Regions from separate parts of the Mus musculus genome. Here regions 1, 2, 3, 5 and 6 are each linked to region 4. The links are chromatin contacts, called in public Hi-C, Micro-C and promoter capture Hi-C maps. All regions are on one chromosome and are shown on one strand. The core of a region is the stretch at or near the end of the contact, and the rest is flanking DNA. Distances in the headings are between cores, read along the strand shown.

Region 1 (2,700 bases), core at 88-2,587, 1.4 Mb after region 4:
TCTCAAAAAGGACAGTCAAGCTATTTAAAAAGACTGAAACACTTGGAGTGGCACTGGAATTCCACCTTTAAAGCAGTTGGTATACTGTGGCTTTTAAAGTAATTTCATGGTACACCATTGGGAGGGGACCAAGCAGGGGGAGGGACCAACATGCTCGAGCCACAAGTTGAGAGAACAGCAAAGTAACAAGCATCGAAATTATCTCCGCAGTACTACAACAAATGTAATTTTCATTTTTAATTATGGTTAGTCATTCAACTTTGAAATGACTTGGGGAAAGAATTCCACAGGCTGATTCACCATACTATTACACTTGGGTTTTTATTTGCTCTTAAAGCAAGCCCTTTAAAATTGAAGCCTGGAGGTTCAAATTAACCTAAAGAGGAATGGTCAGTCGTCTTCAAAGCCACCGCTAGGGGGAAACGCTTCGATATTACAGGGAATTATTTTGAGCTGAGAGAGAAACCACTGCCAGTAGATTGATGGAAGAAACCCCAAAACTGCTGCTAATTCCTCTCACCTGATTGAACTCTTCATCAGCGTATATATCAATCAAATCCACTCCTTCTGACATGGCTCCGGAAATACGCTCTCGAGCCCGGAGAACCGACAAAGTAAGAAAGATGCCACTACGGTATTCAGAAAAGGGTAAAAAATTTTAAGGCACAAGGGTCCCAGGCTGGGAGGAGGGCAAGGGTCAACAAGCTCTAGTCTCCCAAGACGCAGCATCCCGGCGGCCGGGAGCCTGGCCCCACCCGCTCTGCCCCGCCCCCAGCCTCGCGCCGCCCCCAGCTCTCCCAGGCCGCTCGGGCTCGCGGAGCTCGCTGCCCATCACCCGCGGGCCCGACCCGAGGTGCTCCGAGTCGGCGCCCGTAGTTGCCTATGGCGCCACCGCCAAGTCCGGGCCTCGACTCCTGAGAGGGCCCTCAGGCCGCGCTGTGAACCACCGCGGCGAACGCCGCAAGCTCAGCCCGTCGCACCTGCTAGGCCCAGGGGGCGTCCCAAGCCGGAGCCCCCGCGGGCCCGGAAGCTCCCGCCGCCTCCACACCAACGGGGCCCTGTCCTCGCCCTAGGCTAGGCCTGCCCTGCTCCCTCCCACAGCTCCAGGACCTCAGCCCCTCCCTCAGAGGCCCGCGCTTCCCTCCACCCGCTGTCTTCCGCCGCCGCCACCCCAACCGACCCCCTCCCTTCCGCGGCGCCGGCCCCCGCCCTCCTTCCGGCCCCGCCGGCCCCGGGCCGCGCGCCCCCGTTACCGGGAATATGGCGGCGGCCGCGGAGAGTCCCGACTAGGCCCGAAGCGCGCGAACCGCTCTCCGCCCCAGGTCCCGCCCCCCCCCCACCGGCGGCGTCACACGCACCGCTACTTCCGCCATACGCTCGGTTGCGCCTTCCGGCTTGGGGTCCACCTCCGCTGAAGTCCTCAGATCGACCGCCCGGAATTCCCGGAAGTGGCCCGGTTGCCAGCTTACTGTGCTATAAGAGAGAGATGGCGGTGGTCACCTTGATCCCGACGCTGGCGCGGGTGAGAGAGCCGGGTTCGGGGCGGGCTGCAGCTAAGACTGTTTCGTCCTCCTCTGTGCCGTGGAGACTGTAGGGAGAGTTCACCTACCCCACAGACCAGGGAATGGTCCCCTCAAGGCGAGGCGCAGGCTGGAGCCGATCATGCAGGGAATTTTCCATTCTTTCCTGAGCCCACGGTGTGCTCGAGTGAGAATACTGGGTAATATGTGGTTAGGTGGCCAGTCACCGTGTGAGACTCAACGCATACCAGGAACAGTTACCGAACCTCCCCCGAAAGCCTCCTAGCTTTTCTTGAGCTTCTTCCCCCGTCTCCCTTTTAAAAGCCGGTTTTAATTTGTTACTCAGGCTGGCCTCAAATTCGTAATTCTCCTGTCTCATCTTGGTTTTAAATGTTTGAGAATTTTCCGTTTTTATTCCAGTAGTGTTGAAAGCTAGTTGGTATGGTTTATCTTAAACTTATCAAGACATGTTTTTTGACAACTTGTGATCTCCTGGGCATAATTATCTGTACATTTGAGAGGAATGTATGATCTCTTGTGTGGAATGCCTGTATATCTCAGTTAAATATTCTTAAATTAGTATTGTTCTGGTTGTCTAGTATTGATTCCGACATCTATATATTCTATTCCTTATTAAAATGTGGCATTAAAATCTGTTGTGTTCCCCCACCAGTTCTGTCAAGTGTCTCTTCCATATATTTGAGTGCTCTATTAGATCCACATATATTTATGATTATTATACTTTACTGCTAACTCCTTAATACTATGTAATATTCTTTATATCACATATGACAATTTTGTTGTTTGTGCTAAGCACCAAACCCAGAGCCTTGCCTGCTAGGCAATCGCATTTTCTTTTCTTATTCTTTTTTTTAGACTAAAAAAGTATGTACATGTGTTTATCTGCCTTTGTGAGTTTATGCATACTATGTGTGTAGGTGCCCATGAAGGCCAGAGGAGGGTGTTTTAAGTGTGTCGGTGTTTCTGCAATGCTGTAGTTTTGTTAACACTCTTTTAAGTTGTTCAGTGTTCCCTCCTCCTTCCTTGCTACCCTGTTTTTTAGGTACTAAAACTCCTCAGCTTCATAGTAGTTCTGATCTAGCCTCTCAAGTGCGTGGATTACAGTCATGAGGCACCATGACCAGCTGGTTGCTCTGCTCTCTTATTCTCAGTGGCTACT
Region 2 (2,700 bases), core at 62-2,561, 1.5 Mb after region 4:
GTCCTCCTTCCACTGTCCTAATTTCAAACTTCCATGGCAGTATGGATGGATTGGAGGACACTAAGTTCTGACAGCTAGGTCCTAGAGAAGGTGGGAGTGGGGCAGGGAGGAGAAAGTGGTCTGTTGACTGAGCGCTCACGGTACAACCTCTTGTCCCTTGTATAACCCTCAAGCAGGTTTTTCTAATCTCAGGAGGCCGCTTTCCTCCTCATTTCTGTGGGATTAATAATTCCTTTCTTAGTTTTTGCATTGTGAGTCAGAGACTCTGTTGAGGAAAAACTCGCTGGAGGGGTGGGTGGAATGCTGTGTTTTCTTTTACTGGGAAGGTGTATGCTTAGGAGTTGGGTTCTTGAGTCACACTGCCTGGCTTCAAACGCCAGCTTTTCTGGTCAACCAAAGCTTAATGTCTTTGAGCCTTGCTCAATGCCTCTTTTTTAAAGTATGGGAAGTAGCTTTTGGCAAAGTGACAGACACGTGGAGCTCTGGCAGAGAGAAAAGGGAGGAGGCTAGTGAGAGCAGCCGAGTCATAGAACCAAGATGATTGTTGTCGGTGCCACTCAAAGGTAGGCGCTTGTCCCAGTCCTCTGCCCACCATGGCCACACATAGACCTTGGGTGTTCTCGGAGGGGCTTGGGTATGAGCGGGTGCTAGAGCACCAGCAATGGGCGGAATCCGGGGAGGGCGGAGCCAAGCATAGTCCCACAAATCCTCAGATCTAAAAAAGACCAGAACATAACATTGTTCCGAGTTACTATCCTGAAGTGACCCCAACTGGGAGACTGGCCGCACGCCGCTGGACGTCGGGGGTGGAGGGGTAAAGTAAGTGACTTCGCCTTCAGGTACTACTCCAGTATCCCTCCTCCCTTTTTTCAGTCCCAGGTTTCTTCCTTCTGGACCCATTTTCCCTGAAGCACACACAGCTACACCAACCAAATGGCCTGCTGCGGCAAGTTTAGACAGCGTCGGACGTCGGGGCTCAGCGCTAACTAGCCCTGTGCCGGGTTTGCGCTCAGCCGCCGCCTGGGCTCAGGCTGGCTCACGGATAGGCTAGCTATCCAGGGACCAGCTTCAGCTTCAGGACCCTTCTCACGGTCCTCCTTGGCCCCGCCCCACCCCGCCCTCCCTTTGCCTATTGGCAGCCGCACGCGCGTCGGGGGTTGCCAGGGCGACGGGTCGCTAAGCTGCAAGTCAGCTCGAACTCCAGCCAGTCGGCCTCCGGCGGAGGCAGCGGGGGAGGCCGAAGGGCGGGTGGCCGAACGCGGTGCGGGGCGGCGGGGCCCAGGCGGGCGCCTCCTCTCGGCTCGGCACGGCCCCCCTCCCGGCACACAGGCAGGCCGGGGCGGGGGGCCCCCGAGGCCGGAGCGGCCCGGGCCCCGTCGGGGCGGCCAGGGCGTGGCGATGCCGGGTGGTGGCAGCGGCGTCCCGGGCCGGGGCCCGTGACCATGGGCATCGCAGAGTCCACGCCGGACGAGCTGCCGTCGGACGCCGAGGAGCAGCTGCGCAGCGGCGAGCAGCAGCTGGAGCTGAGCGGGCGGCGGTTGCGGCGGCTGCCTAGCGCCGTGTGCGCATTGAGCCGCTTGCAGAAGCTGTATGTGAGCGGCACCGGGCTGCGCGAGCTTCCCGAGGAGATCGAGGAGCTGCGCGAGCTGCGCATCCTGGCGCTCGACTTCAACAAGCTGGAGCGCCTGCCCGACGGCCTGTGTCGCCTACCGCGCCTCACGCGCCTCTACCTGGGCGGCAACCGTCTGCTGGCGCTGCCACCCGACTTTGCGCAGCTGCAGAGCCTGCGCTGCCTCTGGATCGAAGGCAACTTCCTGCGGCGCTTTCCGCGGCCGTTGTTGCGCCTGGTGGCGCTGCAATCGCTGCAGATGGGCGACAACCGGCTGCGCGCGCTGCCCGCCGAGCTGCCGCGCATGACCGGCTTGCGTGGCCTCTGGCTCTACGGCAATCGCTTCGAAGAGTTCCCGCCCGCGCTGTTGCGCATGGGCCGGCTGCACATCCTAGACCTCGACCGCAACCGCCTGGGCGGCTTCCCCGACCTGCACCCGCTTCGTGCGCTCCGAGTTTTCTCCTACGACCACAACCCAGTCACTGGACCCCCGCGGGTGGCAGACACCGTTTTCCTAGTGGGCGAGGGAGCCGTCGAGCGCATGGCTGAGCGCGACGAACCCATTCCGCGGCAGCCAGCCCGGCGTCCAACCCGGGCCTTTGATGATGAGGAGGAAGAAGACCTACTCATAGGAGGCGCAGGACCCAGGGCTCTGGGGCCCACCAGGGACAGCCTCCGAGCCTTGGAAGCTCCTCCAGGATTGGGCACCTGAGCCTCTTCCCTGAGTGATGGGTTGGCTACTCTGGAAGAAGGGACTCTGCGAGGTTGTGGTTGTTTGGATATACGGTGTTGCTGGGCCTCTTACTTGGGGCAGTGAAGGAGCATCATTGAATGAGCTGCCCGGCACAGGCAGGCCTGAGGCCATCTTCAGACAGTACTAGGCAGTAAGAAAGAGTCCCTGGGCTGACCTCTGGGCAGTTTTCAGACCAAGAAGTCTGGGATAGAGCCACTGATGGCACGACAGATGAACCGGTTCTCACCTGGAACCAGGGCCATCACTTATCCGTAGAATCATCCCTACTCTGACTCTGGATGTCAGGGCATCTATAACTTTCACTTGGGGTTTGGATCGCCTAGGCCTACCCTAGGAG
Region 3 (2,700 bases), core at 21-2,520, 1.0 Mb after region 4:
ATCTTGTACACGGCCTTCCTGTCCTATTCTGTTGGTTTATCACACTACTCGACGACTAAAGCTTTCTGGGAGCTTTCCCTCTTCTACCAGAGGAAGGATAGCCCTGGGCACGTAAGAGTGTGGTCTCAAAGATGGAAAGAAAACAAATCGTTTGTAAATACTTTGCAAACTGCAATTTCTCTAGTATGAGATTTCCTTTTCTGCTTGTCATTTCCCTCCTCCTTTTCCTTCTTTGAACTAATGGCAACGTTCTGAGAGGGAAATAGAGAAGGCGAGGAATCTAGTAACGTGGTAAACAATATGGGAGAACACCCGCAATGCCGTAATACAACACCCCAAGACAGGACAGCATAGTGCACGGGAAAACCATGGATCCAGGCTCAAAGAGCCAAGCTCCACTGCTTAGCTTCCTCGCACACCCCTAGGTAAACCCATTCTTCAAGACTTCCGACACCCTCTGTAACTCACGGATCTTTATTTCCCTTCAGACAATTCTTGTAAGCATAAAATGAGATCACCGTTTGGAAATGCATCGTAAATCAATACAGGTTTTCTAAACATTCGCTGTTTTCATTAGTCATACTGCGCGAGGCTAGAAGCCAGACACCTGGCTTCCAGCCCTGTCTCGAAGTCACTGCGTGATCTCTGCAAATCGGAAAGTCCGATTCCTAAGCGAGGTTTCCCAAGCAATGCCCACTGCAATGCTTTCAATTTTGCAGATGGGGAAACTGAGGCCCAAACCCGCTAGAGCCCAGATCACAATTGGAGGCGGATCCTGGGCATGTCCTCGGGTTTTTTGACACCAAGAGCTGTTTTTCACTGCACCAGCTCCTCCCCCCCACTTCTGCTCAGGCCTGTCTCAGCTCTGTAAAACGACGCCGGTTTCAAAAGACCCCTGAGACAGTCATTCTTCCCAGCTACGTGAATTGCGCAGCCCTGCGCAAATGCACCCTGCACGCAGGGCCGGGAGCTCCAGGGCCCGAGCCACAGGGGCCACACACGCTCCCGCCTCCCGCCGCAGCCAGCACTCACTCGAGCAGATCAGGGACATGGCGCCGTCGTAGCGCTGCTGCCAGTCGCCTCACAGAGGGTTCCCGGTTCTCTGCAGCCTCCGCGGGCCACTTCCGGTCCCCCGCCGCTTCCGGAGCGCTCGGACGCGGGTAGACAGCTGCCCAGCGTGGCGATGCTCGCACAACTGCTTCACGTGGGGAGGTGGCCGGTGGCGCGCCTCAGCCTTCTGCAGCTAACGGAAACTGCCCTTTCCCAGCATGCAACCGAGCAGGAAAAGGCCCGCCTCGAAACACTCGGCTGTTTCCGCATTGGCTCGGCTTCTTCCGGCGAGCGCTCCAAGAGGCCTGAGGCGGGAAGGAGAGAAGAAACTACATTTCCCATGAGGCTGCGGGGACCGCCAAGGCTCTTTTTTTTTTTTTTTTTTTTAGATGGAGCTGCTGTCACCTAGGGAACACTAGTCTTTGAAATGGTCGTGTGCAAGACAGATTTTTCAGGAGCTTGTAAAAGTGCAGATTCCTAGAGTCTGCCTTAGAGAGTCTGTAGGCATGATTCGGAGACCTGTGTTCCTTGGCCGGCTTTTGAGAAACAATGTGACCCTGTAAATAAAGCACAAATGAGTAAAGAAACTAACACTGCCTAAATTCTTGCTCTGGAAATATGGGCAAGCCAATGACTTCGTTGCCTGCTACGTTTTAAATATAGTCTGTTTTGTAAACTCAAGGGAATTTAGTTCCCAGCGTCTTATGTGTACGTTTAAAAGAATGGAAATTTGATGGGTGTGTTTGCAGAAGTCTTTAAACACAGGCACTGGGCTTCAGAGGCAGGCAGATCTCGGAGTACAAGTCCAACCTGGTTATATAGTGAGCTCCAATCCAGGGCAGTCAGAGCTGTGTAGAGAGAACATGTCTCAATAAGCAACCAAACAGTAAGAGTGGAAAGTTAGCACGACTATGGTGTTTTTCTGTGGTTTTGTTTTTGTTTTTTTGAGACTGGGTTTGTGTGTGTGTGTGTGTGTGTGTGTGTGTGTGTGTGTGTGTAGCCCTGGCTGTCCTGGAACTCAGTCTGCAGATAAGGCTGGCCTCAAACTCAAAGATCTTCCTGTCTCTGCCTTTTGAGTGCTGAAATCAAAGGTGTGTGTCATTACTATCTAGCTTAACTGTGGAATGTAGAGGTGGGATCTTTAGAATAAGACATTACAAGAATCCTGGTGGAGTTCATATAGGGAAAGAAAGAGTGAACAGGCACAAATGAACCAGTTGACTTCCATGGCAATGTGACACCAGCAAGGAAGAGGCCCTAGACATTGCCCACGTCATTCTCTTTGAACCTTGTGCTTCTAGAAATTTGAGCAAGGAGAACCCTCTTTTCTTTAAAGTAGCCTACCTCAGGTGTTTTGTTATAATAACAGTTCCCTGCCTCCTGCCAACTTCTTTTGTTTTCTCTACTAAAGACCGGACCAGATCGGCTACCAAGCCTGATACCCGAGTTCAGTCCCCAAGACACCCCCCCCACACACACACACACACAAGCACACACAGTAAAATAAATAAATAGGCTAGGCCTGGTGGCACATTGAGAGTAAGTAAATAAACTAAAATGGTATCAGTCATAATGGAGTTCTATGGTAGCAAATTAAAACTAGCTTTCTAACCTTCTAAGAAATCAGGACAGACAGAGGCAATGGCCACA
Region 4 (2,700 bases), core at 153-2,652:
ATCTGTGTGAGGATTAAACACAGCAAAGATTTTAGAAAGCTGAACAAAAACTAGAATCCCCATCACATCTTGGGTATGCTCTAATTTATTTTGTTTTAGTTACTATTTCTCTAGGTACAGTCTGGCTTAGAACTCCTGATTCTCTTGCCGCAGTCTCCAGGGAGTAAAAATCACTAGACAAGCTTGGTATATCCTAATTTCAATCACTTATCCCAATACAGATTTATTCAGTTTACTAAGTTTTCTTTGCTTCTGGCAACTTCTATTCACAGTATCTCATCATCTCTCCTCATGTTTACAAAAAGTGAGTTGAGTCACAAGTGTAAGCTCAAGCTTTCTACTGTTTCCAATGTTTAAAGATTCCAAATTGGAATTCCACACTCTAGGGGAACAGCTTGTGATATAACTTACCTGGGAACTTTTAGGGGCCGTTTCTACCCAATCTTCCTCCCCCTAAAGAGCCAGCCCTGCAACTGCCTCCACACCAGAAGCAACTTCTAGCAACTCTCTATGAAATGGCAATCATCTACTGGACCAAATCAGGATGACTCGGTAAGGATTTCCCTAGCTCAGTCCTTAAACTACAAATCCGGAGTCTGTTTGGCCCCAAGAGTAGGAGTTGCTCAAGGTCACACAGCAGTAAGAGACGGTCAGCAAACAGCTCCGTTCTCCAAACAACGTCGCCAAACCCACACTTTTTCTCCCTTCTCCTAGAAGGAACTTCTGCGGGACACGCCCCCCTCCCCACTCCCAGCCTTCTTTCCAAGCCGACTGAAGTCTCAGCCCGAGGACCAGTCCCTGCCCCTCCACCTGACGGCAGCCCGCGTGCACAGGGCTGTGTGTAATCCGGGTGAAGGGGTTCCGGGGGCAGGGCGGGAAACGCTTCCGTGGGCATTCCCCGGGGATTCTGCCTCAGGAAAAACCACCGGGTAGGAGCCATGCAGGTCTCCAAGGCAGCTCCGCGAGCAGAGGCGCAAGCCAAGGGTCAGGTTACCGCACTTAACGGGCTCTCCCCGCCGCAAACCAGCGGCCGGCTCTCGCCAGTCCCGCCCCTCCGCGGTGCGCTGCGGGCCGCACCCGAGCCTCGCGGCCGAAGCGGGGTTCCCAGCCGCCCGCGCCCTGCCCCCTCCTCAGCCGCACAAGACCCGCGCGACGGGCGAGCAGAGGAAAAAAAAAGGGGCGCGCGGGCGAGGGAGGGGTCACTTCCGGTCGCAGCCACTCACCTCGTAGCGGAACATTCTTGGGGAGGGGGGAAGGGAGCGGGGAGGGGAGTGGGGGGAGGGAGGGAAAAGAAGCGCCGACTCCCCGGGCTGCTCCGCGCGCGCGGGTCTCCCACCGGCTCGCGACCCCTGGCCGCCGCCGTACGCCGGAGCGTGCGTGGGGACGTGCGCAGGCGCGCCTCGGGCTGGGCGGGCGCCCCGGCGGCGGCAGCTGCGCGGGGACAGATTTGGCGTTTGGCTTCCTAGTGTGAGCGGCGGGAAAGAGATCCCTAGGCGAGACACTGCGCACGCGCGGGCCGTCGGAGAGGGATGACCCAGAGAGCCCCGGCTTGCGGCTCCTCCTCCGTTTTCCTAACTGCACAGTTGCGCAGTGCTTTTGAGTCACGAGGTTCCCGTCACTGATTGGGCGGAGAAAAGCCTTGTGAATGTCACAGGATGCGACCCCCGAAGCGTCTCAGCAGAGAACATCGGGGATTTATTCTTGGGTGATTTCATTTAACGTCCAGTGTCCTCCTCGGGGTGCCTTGACTTGGTCTGTGAGGGGGGACTAGTATGGCAAGTCAGTATTCTTGGAAAGGGACAGGTCGCTGGCTGAATCAGTCGGGAGGCCAAGGCTGTGATTGATAGAGGCCAAAGTGTTGACAGCGTTTGGTTTTAGGAAAAAGACGAAGGCACATTTAACAAGGATTATCTAAGGTGATATTTTTAGATGCCAGGCCCTTCACCCCGTTGGAAAGCGGGAGAGCCCTAACGGGCCGCGCAGCCTTGGGGCTGGGGTCACCGCAGCAAGGTCGGTGAGCTTGGGCGCTGTGGACAGCCATTTCCGCTGAGGATGAAGCCCAGCGGAGTTTGTTCAGCTTCCGCCTCAGCACCCTGGTTCTAGAAGTCTGCTGCTTTGGTGCTTTATTGCCTGTAGCGAGACCGTTTGAGAGGGTGTCTTATTTTTTATTTTATTTTTGAGCCAGGGTTTCTCTGTGTAGCCTTGGCTGTCTTGTTATTCACTCTGTAGACTAGGCTGTCCTCGCAGAGATCCGCCTGCCTCTGCCTCACGAGTGTCACTCAGGCGGTTGTCTCACCTGGGAATGAATGGTGAACTTTAATTCCTTAACACGTTACTGTTAGCGTGACTGGATTAATCAACTAGTTTACTATAAGCATTGGATTTGAAAATAGAAGTTCTGGATTGGGAAACGTGTTTTTTCACTGCTGCGTGAAACTGGGCATGTCTTTCTAAACATCTGACCCTTCAGGTTTTCTTTCGTAAAATGGGTAAAATTATATCTACCTCACTAAGTAGTAATCGAATAGTTACATTCTCTGCTCTCTAGATAAGGAACCTGGAGGTTAGAGAGAAGTAGATAGCCTTAAGCTGCCCACCGGAAACTGTTGCAAAGTTGGCAGCTAAGATATCTGAATCCCCAAATCTGATCACTTAAGAGCAAATAGAATTGACTCTTGAAGAGAAGGCAAGGTAAGCTAA
Region 5 (2,700 bases), core at 150-2,649, 1.7 Mb after region 4:
GCATGCATGAAGTCTTAAGTGTGATCCCCAACACTGGGAAATAAAACAAACAACAATAACAACAAAGAATGGCAGCAGCCACTTTCAGTGAGATAAGAGCAGCTAAGAGTCAGAGGATAATGGCTCTTAGGGGTTTCTAGCTAATGATCACTATGTAAGTCATGGATCTGTCTGGGGGAAGACACCTAAAGAAAAACGCTTGCCCACAATTCCCACTGCTTTTGGATCTGTGTCCAGACTCTAAGCCGTTAATTTGTACAGGAAGCCGGAGCCTACACTAGTACAGACAGCTCAAATTCTAATGTAGGAGTACTGCTTTTCATTGCCTTAGGGGGGAGCCACGGGGATCTCCTGGCAGAAGACAATTGGGATAATTCTGGCCCTACTGAATCCTCAGTCTGAGTTAAGTAGTTATAACACTGTTTGTGTCACAGGGCTGATGCATGATTGGAGAAAGATGAATGTTGACACATCTAGTTTACTGCCCGGCACAGAGTAACTGCTCAATAGGTATTTGTTTCCTTCCTAAAGTTGCAGAGAAGACGATGAGATAATCCCTGTGAAAGGGCTATAAACGTAAAGTTCTGTACAAATGTTAACTTCCATTGTCACTTTCTTGCCAATGTTTCTAAAGTCCAGAACATAACAACTCCAGAGAAGTAGACTGAGCCCATTGTTCTAGGAGACACAGGAATTCAATTCAGTAAACAATTATGTCCCCCTTCCCCCCTAAAAGAGCCAAGGACAATCGCTGCCATTTATGGAACCTCCAAATGCAGGCCCAGTGTTGGGCAACAGGAATACAAAGACGAATAGACATCATCCCAGAACTAGATGCACGTCAGATGGTGGTCACTAGGAGGCGTGGCAGATTAAAAAAAAGAAGTCCAGGAAACGTGGCAAGAGGTGTGTACAGACTGAGAGCTCCCAGAAGACAAGACAAGTACCTATGAGAGTTACAAGTGTTTTACCAGGAAATGGTATTTATACAAGGGCCTTGCGGGATAAGTAAGATTTCAGCAAGGGAATCCTTCCAGATAGAGATAACTGATCATAAGAAAGAAAAATAAAAACGCGAAGGTTTTCAAAGTGCACCCTGTGACCTTCAGAATTATAGTCAACAACATCATAAGCACATTGTGATGGAAACCTCAGCCTGAGGAATACACGGTAAGGGGCTTGCTTTCCCGTCCCTAACTCAAACTAGAGTTTCAGCGGCGTCCCACCCACCGGGCACTCCATACTGAGGCCTCCGCGGAAGAACGCGGTGAGGACCGGGCACACAAGAGCCCTAGGTCCTGGCCACAGCACTGTCCGTTAACTCCCATCATCTCACCATTTTGCCCCGCACAGGATAAACCACCGATCCGCCACCGGAAGAACACGTCGGCAGGAGCAAGCGCACTGAGCAACAGGAAAAGGATGTGGTCCCTTGCGCGTGGCATTGTGGGACTTGTAGTCCCATGTTCTCAGGAGTAACGGGAACTAGGACTATGCGGACCTGCTGTGAGTAGCATGGAGTCGGACTGTGGGAAAGGGTGGTGTGAAGTTTAGGTTTTAATTCATTTTTTCCCCAGAAAGAACGCCCACTATGAAAGCTGCTATCGGACCTGGTGGGGCATACACTACATTTCCCAGGAGGCTGTTCGCGCCTGGCAGATCACGTGACGAGAGCGCGGGCTTTGGAAGGCGGCGAAGCTGGGAACGATACTGAAAGAACGGGCTCGGGACTGTCCAGAGAACGCTGTGGACTCCAAACCACTGCTAGCTGCTTAAGGCTCGTGCACTCGAGACGGGGTGAGGTCTCGCGGAAGCGTCTCTGAAAGCGGCAGAGCCGCGGGAACAGCACCGGGCAGCCCGGGCTTGGGCCATTCGCTCTGCTCCGAACATTCCTCTTCGCCGGTAGGAAGAAGGTAGTACCCTCCTTCCAGTGAGGACTCAGAGACCAGAGCGTGTTCATCCTAGGGCCCTTGTGAGGAGTATGGAGCGGGGAAGTTCTGTGCCTTTAATAAGGAAATGGGTTCATGTTCTGCTGACATCCAGAGACAGTGCTTTCTTGTATTTCTGACTGAGGCAGGTGTTGGAAAAGCCCCAAGGACATTTCTGGTGAAGGGAAGTCTGGAAGACTCCGTAGAACAGTGGGGCCCAGTTAATACGGTGATTAATCAGTAGGCCTCTGGGGAGTGGGGAGCAGGGGAACTAGGTGTGTTTTTATCCTGCCTGCAGCCATTTCATTTAAGGCTTTGCTATCTGGAAGGTCCTGTGGAGGCGGGACTGAGACTATCAGGACAGAACAGGTTTCCCTCTGTGTGACATGATGGGTGGTAATAGCCTGTATTCATTCTAGCAACGTAGTAAGTGAGGTGTGAACCATATGGTTGACTAGGGAACATGGCACGGCATCTGGTGATGTGTGTATTCCATCTGGGTTTTTGGTTGACCGGTTCTGCAAGGCAGAAATGGTTATTCATTCTTATTTAACAACTCAGAAGTGACTTGTGTTACACAATCTTGAAGATGTAGAGCACTTGCTAGCAGGAGTGAGGGCTCTAGCTCAGTCCCCATTGTTATACCCACACACAGAATACCAGATTCAAGGATGAGTTTTTTATTTGATTTCTGGTCTGAGGATTCAACATGGGACTCCATGCATGCTAGGCAAGCCACTGTACCAGGGAGAGCTACAGTCTTTAGCCTTAA
Region 6 (2,700 bases), core at 174-2,673, 1.3 Mb after region 4:
CTACAGTTCACAAATAAGCCCTCTCTTTTCCTAAAATAGCAAAAGCAAGGAAAAGAACGCAGGCAAAGGCTGAGACTACGCTCTCACTTGCACTGAGAGAGCAGTTTGTACTAAGACACCAGACATGCTCACCACTGCCGGGTCTCCTGTCCTTGCTTGGCTGAGCCCCATGCTCAAGGAGGGAGTCCACAGACTCTTTAGGCTGTTTGGGCTTGAAGCCTCTGTCACAACTATATTCATTCTTGGCTGGTGTAATATAAGAGTAGCCAGGAAGGGTATCTCAACAAATGAGCATGGCTGTGCCTCGTTAACACCACAGACACTGATGTCTAAGTTTTACATGATTTTCACATTTCACACAATATGATCCCTCTGCCCCAATAGTTTAAATATGTAAAAGCCACTCAGGGTTAGATGTATGGGGTGTAGTTTATCTACCTTGATTTAAGAAGTGTACCGAACCTCTATTTAATGTTTTCCTCAATTCACTGGCTAAAGGATTCTCATAGGCTGAGCTAAAACAGAATCAGTCCCTGGGTTAAGAAGTGAACCTTCCATTACTCTCAGGAAAAGGCTGTACTCCAAACACAGTTACTTTTAGAAGTTAGAGCTACAAACAAAAAGACCAAAGGGCAGAGTTAGTTGTTTCCTCCTCAAAGACGGAGGGACACTAAGAATTCTGGGGACCAGATTTAGAGTGCAAATCCTATAAACCTGCATCTTACAATTCAAAAGTACTGCAGCGCCGGGATCCAAAGAAGAGTAACTCGGTCAGGCAAATGGCAAGCCTGGTACAGGCACCCAGTTCCTGTGTTCAGTTCCCAGAACTCATTTCCAAAGGCAGCCCCTCCAAACGGCAGGACTCAGGAGTGAGTGACAAATAATATTCCACTCAGGAGTGTGAATAAAGTCCACCTTAGCACAAGTGCTCACAGACCGGTCCTTCGTCCTTCGGACAGTCAGATTTACTCCAGGTGCAAGGGGGGTATGACGGTGACTCCTTTAGTCAGGTTGGTTCTAGCAAGTCTTAGATGAGACGCCTTTTGAAAAGCGTGAGAGCCTCTACGAACACCACCTGCGGTATGGAAGGGGCACGGAAAAGTGTCCAATTCTTACGAGGAAAAATAGGCTGAACGCCGAGGTAAGACAGAGCGAAGCAAGGAAGCGGCGGAACCACCACTGGAACCCATAACCCGGCTCTCCCAGCCCGGGTTCTATCCCACCCTTAGCCACACAGTGGGACACCTTGGGGGCAGGTCTCTGGGACCCGCCGGTCAGCGAGAGCTGCCACTCCCTAGGCTCCTCTTGAACCTCGGAGAACTGACTTTCCAGCAAGTCTGCAGACCACGGCATCCGCTACAGAGGGCGCTAAGTGAGATTTTTATAGGCTCGGCCACTTCCGGGGGTGAGCTGGGGCGTCTGGGAAATGGGGTTTGCAAGCTAAGGGGCGCGTTCCTGAGCGGTCCGATTCCTAGGAGCGCTGCGTCCTATCAGCCTTGTCTCTAACCACAGACCCCGTCCAGAGACAGGTGAAATGCTGGGGTTAACAACCTCACGCTAGGGTCGGCCCTCAGCGAGGCAAGATAGAAGAACCGGTCACAGGGAGAGCCTGAGAAAGCAAAGACCCTAACATGGCGGGCAATTAGCAATCTACTTCCGGAATTTAAAGCCAGCTTCCGGAAGCCGAGCGAGTGTTCCCATGACAACCGACGTCGGTTCCTTGAGGTGCGTGTAGATGCTGGGGATCATAGAGTGGCTGGAAGTCAGAATTTTGTGTTGCTATTGCTTTTGCTATGAGTCTTTTGCCGAGGCCTTTCGGTCTGTGAGCGGATTGGGACTGGTGAGGAAAACCGTGTTAAACTGGAGGGTGCTCGACCGCGTAGCCAGAGCGAGGGGCGTTTCTGCCTAACGGATGCCCTTGGTAGAGCCTTACCAAGTGGTGCGTTTGACTCTACTCATTTGCGAGCTGGAGGAAATGACTCTATTTATGCGTCCTTGCCTATAGCCAGGGGATAATTCTTTCCTACCTTGCAGATTGTTATGAGGATTAAAGTAAATTCTCTTGGTTAACAAGATTATCATGGCGCTGGTACCTAGAGAGATATTGTGTGAAAACTCAAGCCCAGAGAAGTTACATTCATATATTTAAAGAGAGAGAGAGAGAGAGAGAGAGAGAGAGAGAGAGAAAGAAAAGAAAAGAAAACCACGGGGCTTTTCCACCGCGGAAGGTGGACGGGTTCCGGACCCCTCAGAACCTTTGCAAAATGAGGGTTATATGCACTAAAATGGCTGCTTTTCAAGTCCAGGGATCAAGTAAAGTTATAAATATGCTCCCCTCACTTGCTGCCTCAGTGTTTCTGTCATAACCTTTATAAAGTTCCTCTAGGAGAGTACTTTGTCTTCTCAACTCCTTCTGTATGTGACACTGTCCATTTCTATGAGGACATATTTCTCACCTACTTAGATAGCACTCTATAAATTATGAAATAGGCTGGTTGTATAGTGCCTCTTAGAATACCACTCTGCCACCTACCAGCTGTGGAATCTTGGTCTAATTAGTTACCTTTGCTGAGCCTCAGTTTTCTCATCTAGGAATTGAGGGAAATAAGAATTGATTTTCTACCTTATGAGGTTATTATAAGATTTTAATAACATCTGTGATTGAAACAGTTCCTAGAGTGTTGCATGAAATATATAAGG

What was found. Promoter capture Hi-C pulls out the DNA fragments that hold promoters and counts their contacts. Hi-C and Micro-C count contacts between places; a contact is called where the count stands out from the background. Capture Hi-C pulls out chosen DNA fragments and counts their contacts.
Region 1: a contact with region 4 is called in a Hi-C map of CD4 T cells, with 4 times the contacts expected there. A contact is called at or near these places in 4 of 39 promoter capture datasets (hippocampal neurons, liver and pre-B cells), 1 of 484 Hi-C or Micro-C datasets (CD4 T cells) and 2 of 9 other capture datasets (adipose tissue and liver).
Region 2: a contact with region 4 is called in a Micro-C map of embryonic stem cells, with 6 times the contacts expected there. A contact is called at or near these places in 1 of 39 promoter capture datasets (pre-B cells) and 1 of 484 Hi-C or Micro-C datasets (embryonic stem cells).
Region 3: a promoter capture Hi-C map of liver shows a contact between it and region 4, with 3 times the contacts expected there. A contact is called at or near these places in 6 of 39 promoter capture datasets (cranial neural crest, hippocampal neurons, liver and 2 more), 3 of 130 datasets of targeted methods (embryonic forebrain, extraembryonic endoderm stem cells and pancreatic cancer cells) and 2 of 9 other capture datasets (liver and pancreatic islet).
Region 5: a promoter capture Hi-C map of liver shows a contact between it and region 4, with 3 times the contacts expected there. A contact is called at or near these places in 5 of 39 promoter capture datasets (hippocampal neurons, liver, maxillary cranial neural crest and 2 more), 1 of 484 Hi-C or Micro-C datasets (CD8 T cells), 1 of 130 datasets of targeted methods (thymic regulatory T cells) and 1 of 9 other capture datasets (liver).
Region 6: a promoter capture Hi-C map of liver shows a contact between it and region 4, with 4 times the contacts expected there. A contact is called at or near these places in 5 of 39 promoter capture datasets (embryonic stem cells, hippocampal neurons, liver and 1 more), 1 of 130 datasets of targeted methods (regulatory T cells) and 2 of 9 other capture datasets (adipose tissue and liver).

Annotation. Positions count from the first base shown.
Region 1 is chr19:10,523,881-10,526,580 of GRCm38.p6, reverse strand. Cpsf7 (cleavage and polyadenylation specific factor 7) reads right to left here and starts at 1,337. Exons shown (of 10, transcript NM_172302.3): 1 at 1,254-1,337; 2 at 521-629. The coding sequence starts at 574. Sdhaf2 (succinate dehydrogenase complex assembly factor 2) reads left to right here and starts at 1,372. Exons shown (of 4, transcript NM_025333.4): 1 at 1,372-1,522. The coding sequence starts at 1,487.
Region 2 is chr19:10,456,058-10,458,757 of GRCm38.p6, reverse strand. It overlaps Lrrc10b (leucine rich repeat containing 10B), which reads left to right and starts at 1,311. Exons shown (of 1, transcript NM_001111140.2): 1 at 1,311-2,700. The coding sequence starts at 1,443. The coding sequence ends at 2,321.
Region 3 is chr19:10,893,801-10,896,500 of GRCm38.p6, reverse strand. It overlaps Prpf19 (pre-mRNA processing factor 19), which reads right to left and starts at 1,270. Exons shown (of 16, transcript NM_134129.4): 1 at 1,033-1,270. The coding sequence starts at 1,051.
Region 4 is chr19:11,911,101-11,913,800 of GRCm38.p6, reverse strand. It overlaps Patl1 (protein associated with topoisomerase II homolog 1 (yeast)), which reads right to left and starts at 1,402. Exons shown (of 19, transcript NM_172635.3): 1 at 1,224-1,402. The coding sequence starts at 1,238. It overlaps Gm31092 (a long non-coding RNA gene), which reads left to right and starts at 1,394. Exons shown (of 2, transcript XR_386559.3): 1 at 1,394-1,705.
Region 5 is chr19:10,202,901-10,205,600 of GRCm38.p6, reverse strand. It overlaps Tmem258 (transmembrane protein 258), which reads right to left and starts at 1,399. Exons shown (of 4, transcript NM_026919.1): 1 at 1,337-1,399. The coding sequence starts at 1,339. It overlaps Fen1 (flap structure specific endonuclease 1), which reads left to right and starts at 1,208. Exons shown (of 3, transcript NM_007999.6): 1 at 1,208-1,506; 2 at 1,582-1,913.
Region 6 is chr19:10,576,109-10,578,808 of GRCm38.p6, reverse strand. It overlaps Tmem138 (transmembrane protein 138), which reads left to right and starts at 1,423. Exons shown (of 5, transcript NM_028411.4): 1 at 1,423-1,725. Cyb561a3 (cytochrome b561 family, member A3) reads right to left here and starts at 1,652. Exons shown (of 8, transcript NM_201351.2): 1 at 726-1,652.